2 separate regions of the Mus musculus genome follow, and region 1 is linked to region 2. Evidence: chromatin contacts called from public Hi-C data. All regions are on one chromosome and are shown on one strand. The core of a region is the stretch at or near the end of the contact, and the rest is flanking DNA. Distances in the headings are between cores, read along the strand shown.

Evidence for each region. Hi-C and Micro-C count contacts between places; a contact is called where the count stands out from the background.
Region 1: a contact with region 2 is called in a Hi-C map of CD8 T cells, with 6 times the contacts expected there. The contact joins the promoter of Megf9 here to the promoter of Zfp189 in region 2. A contact is called at or near these places in 1 of 39 promoter capture datasets (pre-B cells) and 1 of 484 Hi-C or Micro-C datasets (CD8 T cells).

What each region holds. Positions count from the first base shown.
Region 1 is chr4:70,530,475-70,536,639 of GRCm38.p6, forward strand. It overlaps Megf9 (multiple EGF-like-domains 9), which reads right to left and starts at 4,454. Exons shown (of 6, transcript NM_172694.2): 1 at 3,754-4,454. The coding sequence starts at 4,348.
Region 2 is chr4:49,519,554-49,525,730 of GRCm38.p6, forward strand. Zfp189 (zinc finger protein 189) reads left to right here and starts at 1,623. Exons shown (of 3, transcript NM_145547.3): 1 at 1,623-2,042; 2 at 2,845-2,929. The coding sequence starts at 2,010. It overlaps Mrpl50 (mitochondrial ribosomal protein L50), which reads right to left and starts at 1,530. Exons shown (of 2, transcript NM_178603.4): 1 at 1,409-1,530. The coding sequence starts at 1,500.

The sequences.
Region 1 (6,165 bases), core at 3,204-5,703, about 21 Mb after region 2:
ACAAGCATCTGAATTTAACATAATCAATCTGAAGAGCATGGAAAATTTCAGATATTTTAGAAAAATCACAAACACTTTTAAGTCCAGATAAAAGAAGATTTATCTAACACGTATCTTTTAAATGCATAAGTTAAAATAGTTAGATATCTTGATGTATTCAGTGAGTCAACCACACAATTTTGCTGCCAATAAACCAAAAAAAAAAAAAATGCTGTGCTTAGGGGACTAATTACAAAATCAGTATTGTACCCAGAAAGAACAAGGTAACCGCTCTCTCTGCTATGAGCTATGCTGGAGTATATCTAGACTATTGGGTTCAGCTCTGCTCTGTGTTCTAGGGAAGTTACAGAAAGCTGAAAAGGTTCAGAATAGAGGTGACCAGGATAGTGAAGAAATATGAAGCCATGTGAAAGAAAGACGAATTGAAGAAGCAAAGCTATTATTTGTACTCAAGAGTACAACTACACCCCTCAAATCGGAAGACGTGCACAGTGAAAACAGACTTGGACATGTTTTCAAAGGCCACAATCCATCTAGTCAAATGTTAGCTAAGGCAGAGACTTTTACCTAAGCCTATAGAAGTATTTCTTAAAATGTAGAGTTATGCTGGGCTTTAGTGGGTTCTAGGATCCTAATTAGTCCATGTAAAACAAACACGAAAGCATTTGTCACTAGCTCAGGGCCTTACTGCTGATTATAACTCTCCAGTAAGATCACAGCTTTTCCATCCACCCTTTATCCAACCAATCAGTATAGTGTTATACCAGGTTTGTGAGAGAAAAGTGCTTGCTGGGTAACTAGTTTCAGTTTGTAGATCAGTGTCCTGTGTAAACAATGGGATCCCAACTGACTGGTAGTAAGAGCTTTCAGCTAAATCTCTAGGAAGGAATTTTTTTACTGATTCCTATAGCAGTTTAAAAGACCTTCCCAATCAAAAGATATATTAGACGGTAACCAGTTCTCATAGAAATGTTGAAATAAAATTCTACAACCATCTTGCCCAATGGCAGGAAATCCAGCTTTGCAAGCCAAATCAGCTCTTTCAAATTCATATAGAAGTTTTTCCTCTGCTGAAGAGCTATACTTACTATCTAAAGTATATTGGAGTCCATGCGATAATTAAAAAGTCACCTTGAATATATCACTGTAAGGCTAAAATTGAATACCAGTAGGCCACAAAGTCAGTCAAGCTACTGAGAACTAAACACAGACAATTCTGTAAATGAATTCACAGAAGACTCTAAGTGACACACTATTTACACAAAGGTGAATGACCTCAATTTGATATCCTGAAGTGTTTGCTACAGAAAGACAGCCATATAGAAATTATGGCCTATAGAAATTATGAAAAACAGTTCAAATGGTAAATATCCATGAACCCAGTTTGGTTTCACTTAAAATTGATTTAAATTCTAAGTGCTGATTTGGTATCAAACTATCAGAGAATATAATAAATACATGATGAATTCTCTGTGCTTTTCAAAGCAATATATATATATATATATATATATATGGAACTGTTAAATGAATTAATAACAAACTGGTTAAACAAGTCCACTTTCTCTGTCCATATTTACAATGAAAAATACTATTGGAAGGAATACAGGCAGAACCAAGGTACTTACATGAAAAAAATTTTTTAAAAATTAAAAATTATGTTACATAGTTAAGTGACTATATCAAGATGGAAATATATATATATATATTTCCATTTTAATTTTACAAATTACTAACTAGTTAAGTTTTGATGGTGATTATTCATATTAAACAAGTTTCTACCCCTGAGCCCTAAAGCTTATTTGAAAATACAACTGTGTTGATATATGCCCAGAAAGAAAACTTTTAAGATGGAACAAACTGCTATGAGGAGTAACCTCTAGGTCCACTAGGAACCAGAACTAGAGAGCAGTGGAGGAATGACTGTTGTCATTTTCTTTTAGGTTTCTGATTATCTTTTTTGGCAATAAGGATTATCTTTGTGTTCTTAAAATGTCAAAAGTGAAATGACATTAACTGTATGTTTATCAGATACTATCAAAAGGAAGCAATTGCTAGTTAAATATTATGTGCTTAAAACTCCAGACATTCTAACTCATCCTTTTTCTATTTACTAAAACAAGGTATAGAAGTCACAAATCCCCACTTGGCTTCTCCATATTTTTCGAATCAGAAAACAGAGCTGGTCATAAATAAAACACAACACACAGGTGCTTATCAAGCACAGGAACTATTCTAAGCACTAGTTAGGTATACATTGACTTAGTGAATTTTCTTCTCTCTTCTCCTAACCTCTCTCTACTGTTTTTCTTTCTTTCTTGAGTCTTGCCATTCACTCCAGGTTGTATTAAATGTATTATGTAGCCTAGGCTGGCTTTGAACTCCTGATCCTCTTGTATTTGCTTCCTCAGTACATGTGTAGTATACACACTCAGTCCATTCTACATAATTTGCACAGCAAACCTATAAGGACTATGATAACCTGCATCTGAAGGTTGAAGAAAGTAAGATCACAAGAACCTGTCCATACTTATGTTGACAAAGGGGGGCAATAAGATGGAATTCAAACCTAAAAATGGACTCGAGAGTCTAGACTTAGGTACTAGTCTAACTTTTAGTAATATGTCAATCTCTCTTTATAAAAAGCTAAAAAGCATGAAAGGTTTAAAAACTAGCTAGTTAGTACATTCCTTGAAGCTAAAAGAGATCCAAATGTGGCTTTTGGGGGTGAATAATCTGCATTCCTACTTGTGCCTTTGCCAAGCTCCAACATACGATTCAAGGCTTAACCATCTGGGAAAATCTTCTACCAACTCAATTATAGTCCAAACTTCATACCTGACTCCACAGTAAACCACTGAGCCTAAGAATTAGGTCAACAATCAGATCAAGCTAGACAAGTAAGTGCTCTGGGCAAATCTCCACCCCAATGCAAAGCAAAAGATCTCAGAAAACTTGCTGAATTTCTTAAAGACGTAGGCCTTATTGGTTGAGTTCCTGGCCTATTTAAGATGCAAAAGGGTGAAAGAACAGCAGTTGTATCTTAACTTTGCTTGAACACTTTCACCAGCAGAAGAGCTGCATTTCCTATTGTGAGTTCAAACAGAAATTGGCATGTCAGCATCAGCAGTAATGAACATCCTACTTTAAAAAGGGGCAAAGATGGGCATCCCTGCTCAAATGGCATTTGCTCAATTACTGACCTTGGAACTGAGACAGAATGAAGTGGTGCAAGGAAGGGATTTAACCTAATTTATAAACTTGCTCAACCTAGATACACACCTGTCCCAAATGACCTATAAAATCTACTTATTTGCAGAGAAAACACGGACTACAATGCCGTTTCTGTTTGTAAGCAAACTACATTGTTCATCTGGGGGAATCCCGTAAAGGTTTTTACCTGCGCATTGATAAAGCACCATCCTAGCTTTCAAACTTTCCCCCAAATATCCCAGGTAGGGTGGCCTTCTGGGCGGATCCAATACAAAAGTTTGTGTCCATTCTGGGACTCTGACAAAGGCCAGAAAACCCTGTTTTAGGAAGAGACCCTAAGCCTTCCATATAGCAGCAGCTCCCTCTGGATGGAGCATGGCACCAGGTTGGGGGACAAAAGACTTTCTAGATTTGGAGGGATTGGGGGTTTACTTTAACTGGAGCTCGGATCTTCCCTTGGGAAGCTCTTGGGCAAGAAGCGGCCAGGGTGACGAGGCCGGTGTGTAAATAGGCAGTGCCTGGGGGAAGGTCCAGAGGACTCACCTGGGGGAGGAGAAGTAGGGGCTTCGGTGACAGGTGCGGTGGGCGGGACTCCGCTACTGTTGCTGCTTCTGTCCGGGGACTCGGCAGTTGGGGTCCCTGGAGTGCTGGAAGCCTGAGCGGTGGTGACTACAGAGGTGGTCGGCGGCTGGCCAACTGTGCTCGCAAGGGTGGTGGGCGCGGGTCTGGAGGGTGGTGATTCCGTGGTGGGAGTGTGTCCGTCCTCCGAAGGGGTGGCGGGCGAGAGGTCCAGAGCCGGGAAGGGGGTGGCAGCGGGTTGTGCGCTGGTGCGAAGAGGAGGAATGATCTCCGGGGAGCCGGCTGACGGGGTTGTAGCCCCGGTTTTGCGGACTGTGGTGCGCGGGGGACCGGTCCGCGGGGCCTGCGCGGTGGGAGCCGCGGTCTTAGGGAAGGGGCTGCTGGCTTGGTCCCGAAGCCCCGGGCTGGGCGACGGGACCACCTGCCCCTCGGCCCCGCCGCCACCGGTGACATTCCCTGCCGAGGCTGTGGAAGCGGCTGCGGCGGCCGCGCAGCACAACAGGGCGAGGCCGCCCAGGCTCGGCAGGCTCCTCATGGCGCGCTCGGCTCCGCCATTCATTCATTCATCCAGTCGATCGGTCAGTCATCTTCTCCTCCCTGCCGTCCGACCAAGGAAAGCGTTGCCGCCGCTGCCGCCACCAAGAGCACCATCGCCACCTCCCTCTGACAGGCGGCCGGCCCCGCGGGCGGGCCTCAACGCGGAGGGAGCGACTGGGCGGAGCGCGCACTGCCCGCCCTCCTCGATAGGCAGCGAAGCCTGGCCAATCGGAAGCCGCGTTGGCCCACGTGATCCGCCCGCTCCCCGGCCTCTTTGTAACGGCGCAGACCAATCAGAGGACTCCAAGGGAAGAGGGCGGGACGTCGGGAGGCGCGAGAGGTGTTGGAGCCGGCTGGGTTCGCTGCGGCTCCGGCTTTGTCTACCCACAGAGCGGGGCGCGGGCCTTGGGCATCCAACGCCGCCGAGCAGACAAAGGACGCGGCCCGCGCGGCAGATTCCAGGCCAAATCATCTGTTCCACTGGGCTGCGAGCTGGACCCGGGGCGGGGAGTCCCCTGTGGACAGCGTCTCCACCCTTCTGAACAATGGGGGCGCCGGAACCGCACCCGGACTCGGGCGGGGGCTGGGTTACATCCCCGCGACGGGCGAGGGTGGTGGCAGCTAATATATTAGATGGAGCTCGGCTCTCACTCTGTTGCTCAAGACAGCCGGCCTTGGCCCTGCGGTATCAACACTGTCAACCCCATTTCAGAGATGGGGAAATTAAAGCTCTTGCTGATGGCTTCAGCAAGCCAACTTCTGTGCCCCCACTAAGCACCTGCTGATGGCATGGGCCTGCACTAAGCCAGATGGGACGGCCTGGAGCCCCATCCTGAGCACAAGAGGGTGTGGAGGAGACAAACTGGCATGCACAGTTTATGCTCAGAACCTCGGAAAGAATAGAATATGACCAGGTTGAATTTCAGCTCCTTGTCTCTCTTGCTGAGTGGTTTTGTGGCTCAAGCAGTTTTCTTAACCACGTAAATGGTGAGATGAGAGGGCACACCCCATCCCCCTCACAGAGTTGTGAAAATGAAATCATGTACTTGAAGGGTTTAACCCAATGCTTGGCCCACGGTTGTAAACCGTCATTAATGCTAACCACTTGGGGTTGCACTATGTCAGGACAAGCCTAAGGTTGGAAAGCAGCCCGCATTGCCTCTGAGTCCCCAGAGATTCCTGCCTGTTGCCTGCATTGGGGTTGGGCTGATAACAGAGCTTGACCCTGGATGACATTAAACTCTGGAGGAAGTTGGAAATCAGGCAGGCAAACTTGCACCATCACCCAGGATCCAGCGCTGCGGGACATGGTAGCCTCAGCTGAGCAACTTTTAGGTGCAATCTGGCAGGACAAGTTTGTCATCTGATGGCTTAATTCCATCCCAACAGCCTCACTGTAAACCCAGTCGTGGCCTCTCCTAGGATGCTTGCCTTTGTGCATGATTTCCCATTAGTCATTCTCCTCTAACCAGACAGGCAGGATGAGATTTGTGTGTGAACTCCTGTGTGTTAACAAAAGCATGCATTTATTTGCCTGAGTGAGTAGTGGGTGGGGAGAGGATATGTTGGAGCTTGTGTATGAAAGCATAAACACATTTGTAAGTCTCTCTGTGAAGATTGTATGTGTGAGTCTGCAAATATAAGAACTTGTATTTTCATGTGATATGTTTAAGATATTAATGCATGCACACTGGTGTGTGTTTTGTGTGAATTTTCTGTTTTTCAATGTGAGGTTGTTTCTGGGTGTGTCTTTAGAGGCCTACCTATGTAAGAAATAAGGGACTAAATGAGAGGGCCATGTAACTGTTCTAAAGACAAATATTTAGCAAGAATTGACCA
Region 2 (6,177 bases), core at 373-2,872:
GAGTCAGAAGTCGAGGGCTGGAGAGCTTTGAGCTCAGAAGTTAAGAGAACTCGCTGCTCTTCCAGAGTGCAGTCCTCAGCACCCACCTCAGGCTGCTAGCTCACAATCTCTTGTAACACCAAACTCAGGGGATCTGACGCCCTCTTCTGTCCTCCGAGAGTATCAGCACACATATATTTATACATACACATATGGACATAAATAAAATAAATCCTCAATAAAATCAGTGGTTTCTCTAGAGAAATAATAAATCACCCCCCCCCAAATGATCAAGAAATCTGGTTTGTTTATAACAGCAGGAAAAAAATATTTAGGAAAAAATAACCAAGCAGGTTAAAGATCTATACTCTAAAACTCTAAACCATCCATGAAAGAAACAGAAAACACACATATAAATGAAGAGACAGTCCATGTTCAATGACTGTTCCATGTCTGCACTACTTAAATACTTAACTCAAAAAAATCGAATGGCTTTTCCCAAAGACATAAAGAGCAATCTTAAATTACGAATAGCTGCAGCAATCATGAGCAAGAAAAACATGGAAGAAATTATGCTTCAAGATTTAAAATTCTAACACAGAGCTATGATGATTGACAATAAACAAAACAAACAAACAGAACGCAAAAAGGGATGTAAAAAGGTGGGATTGGCCTGACTGCTGAAATCTCTCCTCTATGTGAATATACATCACTACATCCATTTACACCTTAAAGAACGGTTACCTGAAAAATGAACAGTTTATCACCAACTGCCCCCCTTCTCCTATGAGGACAAAGATTTGGTCTAATTAACCACTTTATCTTTAATATTTATCATATAGTAAACACTAAAATATCTGTTGAGTGAAAAAAAAAAGAAATGAACTTGGGACATCTGACACTAACCAGGGAAAGGTTAGAGTTAATACATGGGGTGAGGATTCAAACTTCTAACTTAATACGTTCGTTGTTCTCTGAGGTCCCAGCGGTTAAATTTTCAGGCCCTAAATATTATCTAAGTAATATACATAGATCCCACAGGATGCAGTGAGGAAAACTGTGGATAAGCAGTTAAGTCACGGGGCTTCTGGATCCACCATGTGCGTGCTTCTCTTCAGTGGGCCTCAGTTCCCTCCCGTGTGGAACTAAAGCGTGGGAAAGAGAGTACTGCTGGGTACACACTTAGAGACACGGAAGGCATTTAGAAACTATTTGTTGTATGCATCAGTGAAATCTGGGAAAGCGCACCGTGTTGCCGTTAGAAGCGGTCCTGCCAATCGCAGAAACGTAAGCTTTTAGCTCGGATCCCTACTCCACGCTAACTCCTGAAGGCTCAGGACCAGGGTCCCATCTTAACCCTCTGAACTCGTCCCCTCCGCTTCTGATTACTTACGTGGAACTTAGACCATTGAGAAACACTCAGATTTACCTGGATCGAGACCAAAATTCTCTACGTGTTGCCAAGGGAAGCTTCCACAGCCAGCCTCTTCTTGCTAACCGAGACACGATCAGCGCCGCCATTCTCGACAAGCAACCCAAGAGCGCCAGACGTGCCCGACTCAGCCAATCAGATGAGAGCTTACTTCAGCGGCCCCTGACGTTGCCCAGACCTATGCATTCCGGGAAATGTAGTTCGCTTGCCATTTACGGAAGAAGGCGGTGGCTCGCTCCCTGGGCATGTTGGGAGTTGTAGTTGGAGCGGTTCCGCGAAGGCTCCGGGTAACGCCTTCTGGTCCGGGGGTGGTCGGTAGTAGTGCAGCTTGACTTTGAGGCGGAGGAATTGGCAACAAGGAGGAGATATTACAGGGAGACCCTAAGGCTAGGCAGCGGGACAGAGGACTGGGTTTGGGGTTGGAGGACAGCCAGACAGAACGTCTGATATGCCCCTAGGAACTTGACCGCTCCGAGACAGAGGCAGGACCACACCAGACCCATCCGGTGAGCCCCTTCTCGCCGAGCCTTATTTCCAACAGCCATCTAGGCCTCATCAGAGCCCCAATGTCGTGTGGCTGCTATTCCTGAACGAGGCGATGGCGTCCCCAAGCCCACCGCTGGAGCCAAAGGTGAGTTGCCCTTTCAAGAGATCTCCGTTATTTCGCCACTCCCAAGACAGCAAGGCCGCGCCATCACCTCTTCCCCTGTCCCCCTCCTGGCCATTTCTACAACTCTTAAGAAAGGACCCCAGTCAACTCCTGTGTACCCCTTGCTGCGGGACATACCCCTTGCTGCAAGGTGCTTTTAGTTCACTTACAAACTCCCCAAGGCCCCTTTTTCTTTTTTCCTTTCTTTCTTTTTTTCTTTTTTTCAAGAGTAACTTGATAAATCGGCTGGGGAAAATTAAGACTGCTCCAAGTTAGATCTCATTTATGAGTTTCTCAGGTGAGGCACTTTTTTCTTTCTTTTCTTCTTTTTTTTTTTTAAATCTCGTCTGTCCTCTGCAGCTAGCACAATGTCTGAACTCAAGGTGAGTGTTTAGAAAACCTAATGGAACTGCGTCGAATTGGGTCCCAAGCTGGTGTGGGTAGAAGCTTGGGGCGAACAGTGAGGCCAGGGAACGTTGGGGTGGTCTTAAGGCTGTTAACTAAAAACAGTCGTGGTATTAGTGTGTAATAACGAAAGCAGAGAAGACCTTCAGTTTGGAAGGCGTGGATCTAGACCAGTCCAGATCCTTTTCAGTGTGAGGTGCCATGAATTGAGCACCTTTTGGAACTCTTACTTACCGTGTTCCTCCTAGTGAATGGGAGCATGGTAAAGTGACAATAACTTCTCCCACTTTCAGTGGAGAGACCACTGGAACTGACTACAGAGAGAAAACAATTCCAGCAGTGGCTGACATTTGAGGCTATGGCTATGTTTCTTACTCAGGAGGAGTGGGGTTATCTGGATCCAGCTCCGAGAAGCCTGTATAAAGATGTCATGATGGACAGCTACGGAAAGCTGGTCTCGCTGGGTAAGAATGCACGCTTTTTCTAACTAAAATATCTAATAAGGTACTAACACTTAAACCCAGAATGCGTCAAGCAGTGTAACTGACACCAGCACTATTTTGTCCCAACCTTCTGATTCGGATCTTTCTACAACTCTGGTCTCCCTCGCTTCCTTGTTAGCAAAGGCTGGCTTTGGCAGCTTCAGAATCTCATTCCCAGACGGCTCTGTTGGCTCTGTACTTTCCTTCCCGGTTCATCTTCCCACGGCTCTCCTCCCACCCTCTTTTCACTCTGCCTTCTGGAGCCTGGGCTGCTCATCACACAGTGTTCCTTACCGCTCCGGCCTACACTGAAAGCTGGCACAGAGCCGAGCACACCACTTCTCTGGCAGACCTTCAAGTGGGGGCTGCTCATTCTCCCGGGTCCTCCTTCCTCTTGCTTTGTCTCAGGACTGGGAGGCAGAAGTTAAGTGTTCTCCCAGCTCTCCCAGTGCTTGTCCCAAAGCATTTATTTTTCCACCTTCCAGGAGCATGTCCTCATGTGGGGTCAGCAGTCCTGTTTCCCCCAGTGCTCCTGTTTATCATCATCTGTCACGACCCTCCCACTCCCACTACCTCCCACCCCCACCACCTCCCACTACCACCCCCCCACCACCACCACCCTGCTTAACCCAGTCATTGAGTGAGCTGCAGTGGGTCTTGATCCTGTAAACTTCAGGAACCCTGCTTTCCATACCATTGACTCTGGCCTTAATTTTGTTATGACAAGCAAGTCTGAAAACACAGTATCCTGGTCTCTGACCACTGTTGACAACTAAACAAAGAGCCAGAAAGGCTTGCTTCTTGCCCTGGTGGAGCCTAACTGCAGCTTACATTTCCGTCTTTCCTTCACCTTTCCACTTGAAGCAATTCATTCATAATGCATTTTCCGTCCCGTGATGTGTTCATGTCTCCCCCATGGTTTCAGTTCTCCCGACTTGTGAAGATCTCTTCTAATTGCCAGCATGTTGTCTGGCCACTTTGATACTATTGCTATACTTACTCTGCAAATTTCAAATCATGTATCTTTTATAAGATCTGTCCCTTCTGTCCCCTTCTACCTGATTCCCAAGCATCGCAGGATCAGTGTCCTACAAGTATCTAGTGAGGAGGGTTTTTTGTTTTCTTTTTGTTTTAGTTTGGTTTGGTTTGACTTCTTTGAGACGGGTTCTCACTGTGAGGCCCCGGTTGGCATGGAACTCACTCTATAGACCAGGCTGGGCTGGAGGATCAAGCGAGCCTAGGGCCTTGTTGATGCTAAACATCTTCTCTACCAGTGAAGTACAGCCCCAGCTCTTTACCTTAGTAACCCTTGTTCTAATATAGATTTATATCATGGTCTTCCCAACTTGGGGGAAAGAAAGAAACTTAACTGGACCAATGGCTCCCTCATGCTGTTTTCTGTGACTTACTACATTTCTTTTGCCCGTCAAGGTTTTATTAATTCCTGTGTATTTTATACAACTCTACCTTCTCATGTCTGTGATTTTTGTCTTGCCTGCTCAGACTCCTCAGACACATTTTGGACCTTATTCTACCTTTTTATGGATGTTTATGACTTTGTTTTAAGACAGGTTTTTGCTTCAAAGCCCAGGCTGGCTTCAAATTCACAATCTTCTTGCTCCAGTCACCCAAATTACTGAGACTTCAGGCATGCCCCCACTGCACATCTGTTTAAAGCTCTTTATAGCTTTTTTTCTGTTTGCTTGTGTTCCTTGCTCTCTATACCCTTTGCTCAGAGGGCCTTCCCTGTACTCAGATCATTGGCTGCCACCACTCGATGGTAAATCTCATCTATGAGAGGTAATATGGCACCCACCTACATCCTACGTGTGAATCTGACCTCTTCCACTGCCAGTTTCGTGACTGTGGGGAAATCTTTTCATTTTTCTTCAGTAAATGGAAATAGTAACAACATGTACTTCTTAGGTTGTTGTTTCTCTAACTGGGCTAATATATAGGTAAAGTACTTCAAATGCTGATCAGCGAATAATAAAAATAATGACAGTCTTAGTTGATGTTTCCTGTTTTACACCACCACCTCCCCCCCCCCCTTCATTTGATTGATATTTTTTCTTTTCACCTCTATTGAGTATCACATTTGCAGTTTTCTTCTTTTGGAAACAATGTAAGTTATGTCTGACAAGTCTCAGGAGTCTCCTCTGCACAGTGAAGTTCCCCCTCTTTACTACTTTGTCTTGACTGCCATTTCTATCATTCTGCAAACCATTCTTTATGTTCATTCTTAGGACACACTGGTCAGCACTGAGGGCAGTAACTGTCTTTTTCATTGCATGTTTCCAGCACTTACCATAAAGCTAGGCCTGAATCACATGCTGCTTGAATGGTCATGTTTCTGGGGAAGAACACAAGTTAATTTAAAAACTGTTGCTCGTGGTTGGATTATTGCCTCAACACTAAACTGCTTAGCACTAACTACACTAAGTTCTCACCACCAAGATGATTTTGTACTTGTATATGTTTAAAACTTTTGATGGTTTCTGGTACTTTAAGGGATAAAAATCTTAATTTTCTATCACACTGGAAGCTGAACAAGTTCAGCTCTTTTCTTTATTTAATATCAAGTACAGCTTCTCACTGTTCTTTATTTTACTCCTTCCACGGTCTCTTCAATAGATGCTGCTTCCGTTCCCTTGATGAGTGCTCCCTACCTTGATGAGTGCTCCCTACCTTGATGAGTGCTCCCTTAACCCCAGATCCCTGTGCTCTTCTGCTCCAATGTACTATTATCCACTTCATCTGATAGTTTTCAAAACATATCTCTTTATAGTATTGGCTCTTCATACCTTTTCATGATGATTTTTTTATCTTCAAATTTTTAATAGTAACCTTGATGATAAAGATAATAGCTAATCACTCAGTTCTTTGGTTGTTATTTCAGTGACTCATGCTGGATCTCCTAAGAACTGAGAGTCATTGAGCCTACAAAACCTTGAGCTCAACTTTTTTCTTTTCTTTGACCATGTTCTCTCCTCAGTTAAAGTACTCGTTCTATATGAGCAGTCACTAAACACTGTGCTAGGCCCTACAAATTCCAGCTCTCCATTCTCCAATTTTGTTAACCAAAAGAATTGTCCATCATATAATCTGTTAGGTAGCAAAATTATCAACTGTGGCCACAGGTCAAATCTGTCCCACAGTCTGTTTTCATAAATCAATTTTTTATTCAAACAGGCAAACCCACACCTTAATGCAATGTCATTAATACTTTT